2 separate regions of the Zea mays genome follow, and region 2 is linked to region 1. The links are chromatin contacts, called in public Hi-C maps. All regions are on one chromosome and are shown on one strand. Each heading gives the region's core, a stretch centred on a gene start, on an enhancer-like site or on the middle of the called end of the contact. The rest is flanking DNA. Distances are from core to core; before and after follow the strand shown.

Region 1 (4,089 bases), core at 1,004-3,503:
TTAACCTGTGATTTAATGTGGTGTCCTTTGTCTCTAACCCACTCAGCTATAAACGGTACACCCATATAAATTCTACTTTTCCCAAGTTCTCTTGCTGCTTGCCGCACGTAAATATACCCAATAGTGTGAAGCATAGCCTCACCAAATGCTGAAATTGAGACAAGTTAGAAACCTGGAAAGTCAATATTGAAATATCATAAGTTCAAGGAATAAAATAAAGACATCAGAGGACCACCATCACTGCTTGCCACACAAAAAAGATATAATCTATTCGAACGAAACTAAATCACTGTGTCTACCACATGATGAATAAAATTTTATTTGCAAGATACAGACGGTGCCCTTGGAAAAAAAGATCACAACTTGTTAGTTGTCACAACAAATACGTTATAGCATGATGTACCTGCTTCAGATAAACGCCTAGCTTCTGTGCTTGCGTAGCTCACAAATTCATCCTTTCTCTCATCTACATATGGTTGAAGTCGGTCTTTCAGGCTCTGGGTAAGCTTTTGTTCTCTCTCTCTTTGTAACTCCTGAACCATAGAAAAGTTAATTAAGTTCAACTTATAAGTGACAATGTGGATCCTAAATCGAACAATACCGCACATGCAATTGATTCAGAAAAAACAGCAGGAAAGAACATACTTTTATCTTTTCTTGAACCTTTGCTCTTGCTTCTTGACTGTTTGAGTTTTCATCAACCTCTACTGAGGCTATAGATGCTAGAGCAAGCTGGCCAACGTAATCTTCAAAATAGTCACTTCCAAAAATCATCCCAAAGACAGCAGCAGGATCCACCATGTTATCCCTGAATGAGTTGTAAAACAACTAAGAAAGTAAGAAAATGATTAACAGAATAATGCACAAGCAATTTACATCCTCTTTTTTTGCATAGAAGCAATGAGCAACATTCAGTTGCCTGCTTTCCCTAAAACAGGCATTCTTTTATAGCTCGCACACTGTGATGCTATGTATCCATCCTAAGCACTATCATGTTCTATGCCCCAAAGCAGATAAATCACTTCAATCTGAATAATCATGAGCAGACTGCCTTTTTTTCAGAAAATATATACTTAATATTTACCAAATATCAGAAATGAATCATGACTTACTGGGGAATACCCTCCTTTCCATACTTATCATAAGCCTCCTTTTTCCCAGGATCACTAAGAACTTGATAGGCCTCTCCAAGTTCCTGTTAAGACCAAGTGATTTAGTTCAATATTTTGTAGCAGTCAGAACATACAGAGGTCATACCAATCCGTCCCAAAGATTATGCATGCACAATACCAGTCGACAGTTTAGGTATTTCAATTGGAGAAAGATCAAACTCAAACTAGTAAAAAACCAATATCGTATCACATTCAGAAAATGAAGCACCGTCAGTGATGGGAAACTAATAACCAAACACTGTCACATGGGAAACTAAGAAAAGATGGCACCCTGCAAAGCTATGGTATCCCTAGAAAATCAAAGCAACCTTTAGAACATTGATGATTTAATTGTGTAGCCAAAAGGCCTCAATGTTGGCTTGTTTCAGAGAATTTTATCTTCCGATGGACACATGGTATTCGAGGGCAGTCAATGGTCTTATACATAACGGATCCCACAGGGAGAACCTACCTGGAACTTGAGTGCGGCGTCAGGGTTCCCGGGATTCTTGTCCGGATGCACCAGCTTCGCCTGAAGAAAACAGGCACCCAAGCAATTGAGAAAAAAAGGCGAGTCCACTAGCTACCTATCCGCGTCACAACATGCAAGCGAGGAGGGGCGCGGCCGAGGCGTAAGGAGATGGTGGGGGTCACCTTGATGTAATACGCCTTCTTGATCTCGGCGGAGGACGCGTCGACGCTGACCCCTAGGACGTCGTAGTAGGCGCTGTCCTTCACCATGGCAGGCAGCTCCTGGATCTCGCCGCCGGCAGCACAGCACTCAGAGCTACATGCACCAAGAGACGGGTATTAAAAATGCAAGCGGCAATGGAGGAGGCAGACGCTAATCGACGGGGAAGAAGGGACGGATCTTGGAGAGGGAGAGGGAGAGGCCGATACCGCCGGGGTCGCTAGAGCCTTCTGGGAGGTTCCCGGGGTCGACGTGAAGAACAACAGGAATGGAGTCACCGGATTTGGGGAAACCAATCAAATCTTCTGGGAAACCAAGCAGAGTAGGGGGAGCGGAGAGGGCGGAGAACGTAGAACGCGATGCGGTCGTCGTGCTGCGGAGGAGGACGCGGGACAGACAGAGAGCAGACAGGTGGAGCCGTGGAGGTGGAGCAGGCCGACAGCGGTTCCTCTTCCGGCCGTGGCAACACTACACTAGAGTGAAAACGGGCGCATTGGTCTGGGCCAGGCCTTTCCGTGTGGCAGGCAGAGGCAGGGTGGATTGCCGCTGCCCCTCCTCCTCCCCTGCTGGGGCCTGGGTGGTGATGAAGTAGTGACTGATGACTGGTGAGCAGTGACCGAATGATGCTGTGATTGAATCCATGCATGGATGACAGACAAGCTAGCACCCAGCAGGGAAAGTGCCGATTAGCAGATAGGAAATGCTATTCATCATAACATCAAAAAAACATGGTAGGATTCATGAAATACTGTAGGGCTACGTGGCTTTATTTGATAGGCTTAGATGCTGCCACCGTCTAAAATCGGACAAAATACTCGTGACTCGTGAGCTCGCTCAGACTCGTGGTTAGTTCGGCTCAGCTCGACTCGGCTCGTTTCAATTTTATTACGAGCTAAGCTAACATCTCAGCTCGGTTCGTTAACGAGCCAGCTTGACACGAGCTCGTGCCAGCTCGTTAGCTCGAATGAGCTAGTATTTATCTGTAAAACAAAGTCTATACTTGTATTGGATGAATTAATAAGTGATGAACTATGTTAGTTTAGGGTTTAACTGATGTGATATATAAAATATGAGTATTGTTAGCCTTTTCTAGTATTAAATTAGTATGAAATTAACTAGCAATTGATTATATTGTTGTATATATACCTGTATACTATTTTTTGTTGGGCTCGCGAGCTAAACGGGCTAGCTCGAGCTCGCAAACGAGCTGAGCTGGTTCTCTGGCTCGGTTTCTTAACGAGTCGAGCCGAGCCAGCTTGTTCTCTTAGGATACATTTGGTTGGAGAGTCAAATAGAATAGAGTGGCTCCATACCAGTATTTGAGAATGTAGCCGTTCTATTCTGTGTTTGGCAAGAAGAGCAGAGCCGCTATATTTTTTGTTTGGTTGAAGAGTAGAATAGAGCGGAGCCGTTTCATTCTTTGTTTGGTTTGAGAGTCGTATGAGTGTAGAGGGGAGGAGAGGAGGGAGAGCACTCACGTCCGAGAGAGCGCTCACATTCGGCCGTTTTTTGGAGCGAGAGTATTTCAACTACTTATAGTAAATTTCTATATGAAGATCTGATAGCCGTTCCACTCTTATTTTGTTGGAAACCAAACGCTCAGAAAATTGGAATGAAACCACTCTATTCTCCCCCGCTCCTCAACCAAACGGTTGGTTAACAAGCCAGCTCAAGCTCGGTCGAGCCGAGCCGAGCTGACTCGATATCTACGCCTAACTGCCACTGCCAGCTGATTCAACCGGTTACTCACTCTCATATCGTCTGCGTCACAATCACAGGCAAAACCACGAGGCCGTTTGATCGATAATTTTTATAAACAGGTCATAAGATTTTTACAGAGAACGGAAAGGAGCAAATTCTACAAATAAAACAAAATGAGCCGTGAAGAACCCAGCCAAGCCAAGTTCGGTCACACACCACAAGGCATAATGTTTTGTTTTCTTCTTCTGAAACTTACAAGGCATAGTGTTTCTTTGCTTGGTCCTATATATATCAGGGCCGGTCCTCACAATTCAGGGGCCTTAAGCGAAAATATATGTGTCGGGTACCGTAATTAGAGGTACATTCAACACTTCTAAACACGGCTGGTAATCACCATCAGCACAAGCTGCAGAGACTGATGGGCACGATTCAGGTCAAGGCTTCGTCTACTCAAGGGATGCGATCTCGCCTCGCCCGAGTCCAGCCTCGGGCGGGAACAGTAGTTCCAGGCGAATTCACGCCTCGCCCGAGGGCCTCCTCAAGCAA
Region 2 (4,089 bases), core at 671-3,170, 150 kb after region 1:
AGATTTTTGGACATAGTTATATAGAAGTTGCAATCACACCAGACCAGCAGTTGCAATTACACCAGACAACAGTTGCAATCATTGTTTGTTTAACAAATTTTTGAACATAGTTATAAAGAAGTTGCAATCACACCAGACCAACAGTTGCAATTACACCAGACAGCAGTTGCAATCATTGTTTGTTTAACAAAATTTTGGACATAGTTATATAGAAGTTGCAATCACACCAGACCAGCAGTTGCAATTACACCAGACCAGCAGTTGCAATCATATTTTTTTAACAAAATTTTCAGAGTTATTCAGTACTTGCAATCACATCAGAGCAATTCAGCAGTTGCATCCACACCACACCAGCAGTTGCAATTACAACACACCAGCAGTTGCAATCATTGTGTTTACATTTTTAACAGATATTTGGGTAGAATTGTACAACAGTTGCAATCACACCTAATGCGAGGGACATGGAGGCGCGCTGACAGAGAGGCGCGCGGCGGCGCGGGGACAGGGAGGCACGCGACGGCGCGGGGACAGGGAGGCGCTCGGCGGCGGTGGGGAAGAGGGTGGCGCTCGGCGGCGGTGGGGGAGAGGGTGGCACTCGGCGGCGGTGAGGGAGAGGGTGGCGCGCGGCGGCGGGGGGCAGGAAGACGCGCATACAGGAGGCCGAGACGTGCTCGAGATGTTATTGCAGGTGGGTGCATTCAATATAGAGAATGCACCCAGGTGCATTTTAGTGCCGCCGTATATATATATATATATATATATATATATATATATATATATATATATATATATATATATATATATATATATATATATATATATATATATATATATATATATATATATATATATATATATATATAGGCGCATGCTCTCTTTAATCCTTTCGTCCTTCAGGTTTTCATCAGATCACGCTACGAACCTGTTTGATTCGCCAACAGCCCCGTTCCCGTGTGATGCGATGACAGCCAAAGCCGCTTTAATTAGCATGGCTCACGGGTGTTTTGCAATCAGTGTAACAACTAAAGATATTCAGGCAGAGGTAGCGTAGCTAGCGGATCGGATGCGTAGACATGGACAGAAAGTTCCCTCGGTGCCGACCCCATCGATGTGCCAATTTGTTTGGCCACTGTTTCTGATTGATGCCATGAATGCCAGCAGAAAAAAACACAGGACAGTGAAGAGAGAGCACAATGGCACTTGGCGGGCTACTGCACTGTGCTACTGGCAGTTACTGACTGCGTACTACTGCTGATACTATGCATCCCAGCACGAAATTTACTGCTATTGTTTAACCGTAGTTCCATTAGAGTTTCAAATATGTATCGGTTTGCTGCATCTTTAATCCGTTTACGGCTGCGGCTGCGAATACTACAATAGTTACATACATTTAATGTGCCGGGCTGAGATATTAGCGTTGTTTTTCTTGGTCTGGTCAGGAACAGGCTACTCCACCATTATATAAAGACATACTGTAACATAGAGTATGTCCGAAAAGGTTTCTTGTTCTTGTAGCCACGAAATCCAGACCAGATTATTTGTCTAGTCACTTCCTCTTTGGTAAACTAAAAACATGGCATGCAGCAGCCGCAACTGATCAAGAGAGACGGCAAAAGGTTTCCATTCCCTAAAAATAATCACGGAACCACCAGCGGAGCTCAGAGTGCCGAGAGAGGAGTTTGTCCAACTCCTCCAACCAAACGAAACCATTAATCTCCAGTCCGACCTGGCCAACCCCTCCTCCACGCGTCACATCACCGGCACACTCTCCTTGAACGCGGTCTACGGTTCACGGCCACTGTTCCGTGGTCCCCACAGAAATCGTGCCAGGCCCAGGGCACGCGCCTCCGAATCCAAATGTAAACGAGCCTACCAGACACACCGAATAAGGTCCATGGGCACAGCTCAACCGTTCGGCTGGTCCGGGTGCATGAGCCGGGTCCACTCGGGAAGTGACCGGGACCTCGCAGCATCTCCCTCGCCCCACCCCAACCTCCACCTCCACCGCCACCCATTGAAAAGCAGAGCGGCAGACTGGCAGAGGCAGGCGCTCTCGGCTCTCCTCGTGGACAAAACCACCGGCTCCCGATATCCAAATTGGAACAGGTAAGAAGAAAGGGGCTGTTAAAAATTTCGACTTCTGGTGCACCGTTCACGGTTCATCAATCAGTGTTTTTCTCCCGAATGGCCGGTTGCAGGGGATTCTGAACTTGGGGTTTGTTCCGGGGACCGATTCTGGCATCGGCAGACGGGATGTCAGCCCCCCTCGACCGACTTGCTAGGCCATGTGAGTATGAAGTGCTTCTTCCCGTTGGGACGCAACCAATCGATTCCCGACGAATTAGCGCGTGCTATTGGTTCATCTTGTTCTTCCTTGTTTCTTTCAAATTGAGGGAGTTCTGTTTGGGTAATAGTGTTCCTGCATGGTTATAGCCTTATAGGTTCGGGGGCTAGGAAAAAAAATCCAACGTACTTTGTTTTTGAAAAAAAAATCTTAATACAGAAGTAGATTGTTTACCAACTGCCTAAGCTGTGCCTGTTCCCCATCTACAACAGTGTCTTAAATCAGTGCTCTATCTTGAAATATAGAGCTCAACTCATAAAAACAGTGCTTTGTTTTATAAATTTTTATCAAACAAATATAGGGCACACCATAAAGTGATCCAAATATATTACAACCCGGTTAGTGCTCTATACTTATTTTCTACATCATTCTCGACATTTTCGTTCATAATAATGTAATATACTTCCTAAAATACATGATTTAGGGTCTAAATGTTGGAGCTCAATTTATTTTTAGTGGCCTAAACACTTTAAATAATGTAGTGTTTAAATTTTTGGGCATTATTTTGAGACACCTTGTTGGAGAATGGAGATGCTCTTTAGAGGGCTTAAACCTTATGCTTGAAGCTGAGTTAATGCAGATAATCGACATATAGCAATGTTGTAACATGTGCAAATTAACAAGTTCATAAATCATTCAACCACTCAATGCCTCAACTATTATTAGTTTATTACCATGTACTCTTTGTGTCTATGAAGGTCTGTTCATACCGATATTAACATCTCTCAGAGCGCCTCTGGTTTAGCATTCATCTAATAGACAGGTTGCAGTTCTAGCTTCTCATTGTAAAGCACAATTTTCTGTCTAGTCTAACCCACCTAAGAGTAACTGCTGCTACGGAACAAAAATAGCTCTTTGCTTGGATTTTGAGATGGAAAACTGAGACAGCCTTTGCAGGTTTTGAAGGGTTTGTACATAACGATGAAAGGAAAGAGAGCAGATCTGATGCAGACAACTCAGAAGGAGATAAGAAGACTAAGATCGGATCTTTCAAGAAAAAAGCAATTAACGCGGGGAACAAATTCAGGCATTCCCTGAGAAGGAGAAGCAAAAAGAAGACCGAAAGGGGGGATTCCATCAAGGATATAAGGGACATTAAAGAACTTCAAGATGTTGAGACATTTCGACAATGCTTAATTGACGAGGATTTGCTGCCGCCACAGCATGACGATTATCACATGATGTTAAGGTACAACATTTCGTGTTCACAGTTTTTTTTCTTTTCTTTTGAATAACCTTCAAAAGACAGGAAGTTTCTTGTTCGCAAGGTTTTGATTTCTATTTATGCTGCATATATTCTTCCATTTTCATACCTTTCTAATAGCCACACACAAAACTTTGTACATGTGCTTGAGAGGCCATGATTGGAAGAAAGTGGTCGCCATCCTAGTTGACTGGGCTGGGATTCTCATTTGCATTGCAGATTCCTAAAAGCACGGAAATTTGATGTTGAGAAAGCTAAGAATATGTGGTCAGACATGCTTAAATGGAGGAAGGAATTCGGGGTTGACAAAATAGAGGTAAAGCTGAAGTTAAATTAGCATACCATAATATTTCATAGTTATCAATCTTTCTCAGAGTAACCTCTATATTTTAACCCTTCTTGGTTCTATAACTCAGGAATTTGAGTACGCCGAGTTAGATGAAGTTAAAAAGTATTACCCACAATTTTATCATGGGGTAGATAAAGAGGGAAGACCTGTCTACATAGAATTAATAGGGAAAGTTGATGCGAACAAGCTAGT

The links. A called contact is a pair of places that touch in the nucleus more often than the background predicts.
Region 2: a contact with region 1 is called in a Hi-C map of endosperm, with 5 times the contacts expected there. The contact joins the promoter of LOC103635290 here to the promoter of LOC100192576 in region 1. A contact is called at or near these places in 9 of 25 Hi-C or Micro-C datasets (ear, endosperm, leaf and 2 more) and 2 of 3 datasets of contacts at active chromatin or transcription factors (leaf and seedling).

What each region holds. Positions count from the first base shown.
Region 1 is chr8:64,633,005-64,637,093 of Zm-B73-REFERENCE-NAM-5.0, forward strand. LOC100192576 reads right to left here and starts at 2,254. Exons shown (of 9, transcript NM_001137791.2): 1 at 1,806-2,254; 2 at 1,624-1,683; 3 at 1,113-1,195; 4 at 646-808; 5 at 404-533; 6 at 1-148. The coding sequence starts at 1,892.
Region 2 is chr8:64,787,922-64,792,010 of Zm-B73-REFERENCE-NAM-5.0, forward strand. LOC103635290 (phosphatidylinositol/phosphatidylcholine transfer protein SFH6) reads left to right here and starts at 1,921. Exons shown (of 14, transcript XM_020542484.2): 1 at 1,921-2,106; 2 at 2,199-2,287; 3 at 3,242-3,533; 4 at 3,768-3,864. The coding sequence starts at 2,254. LOC103636978 (protein TIFY 11b) reads right to left here and starts at 652. Exons shown (of 3, transcript XM_020542998.1): 1 at 530-652. The coding sequence starts at 652.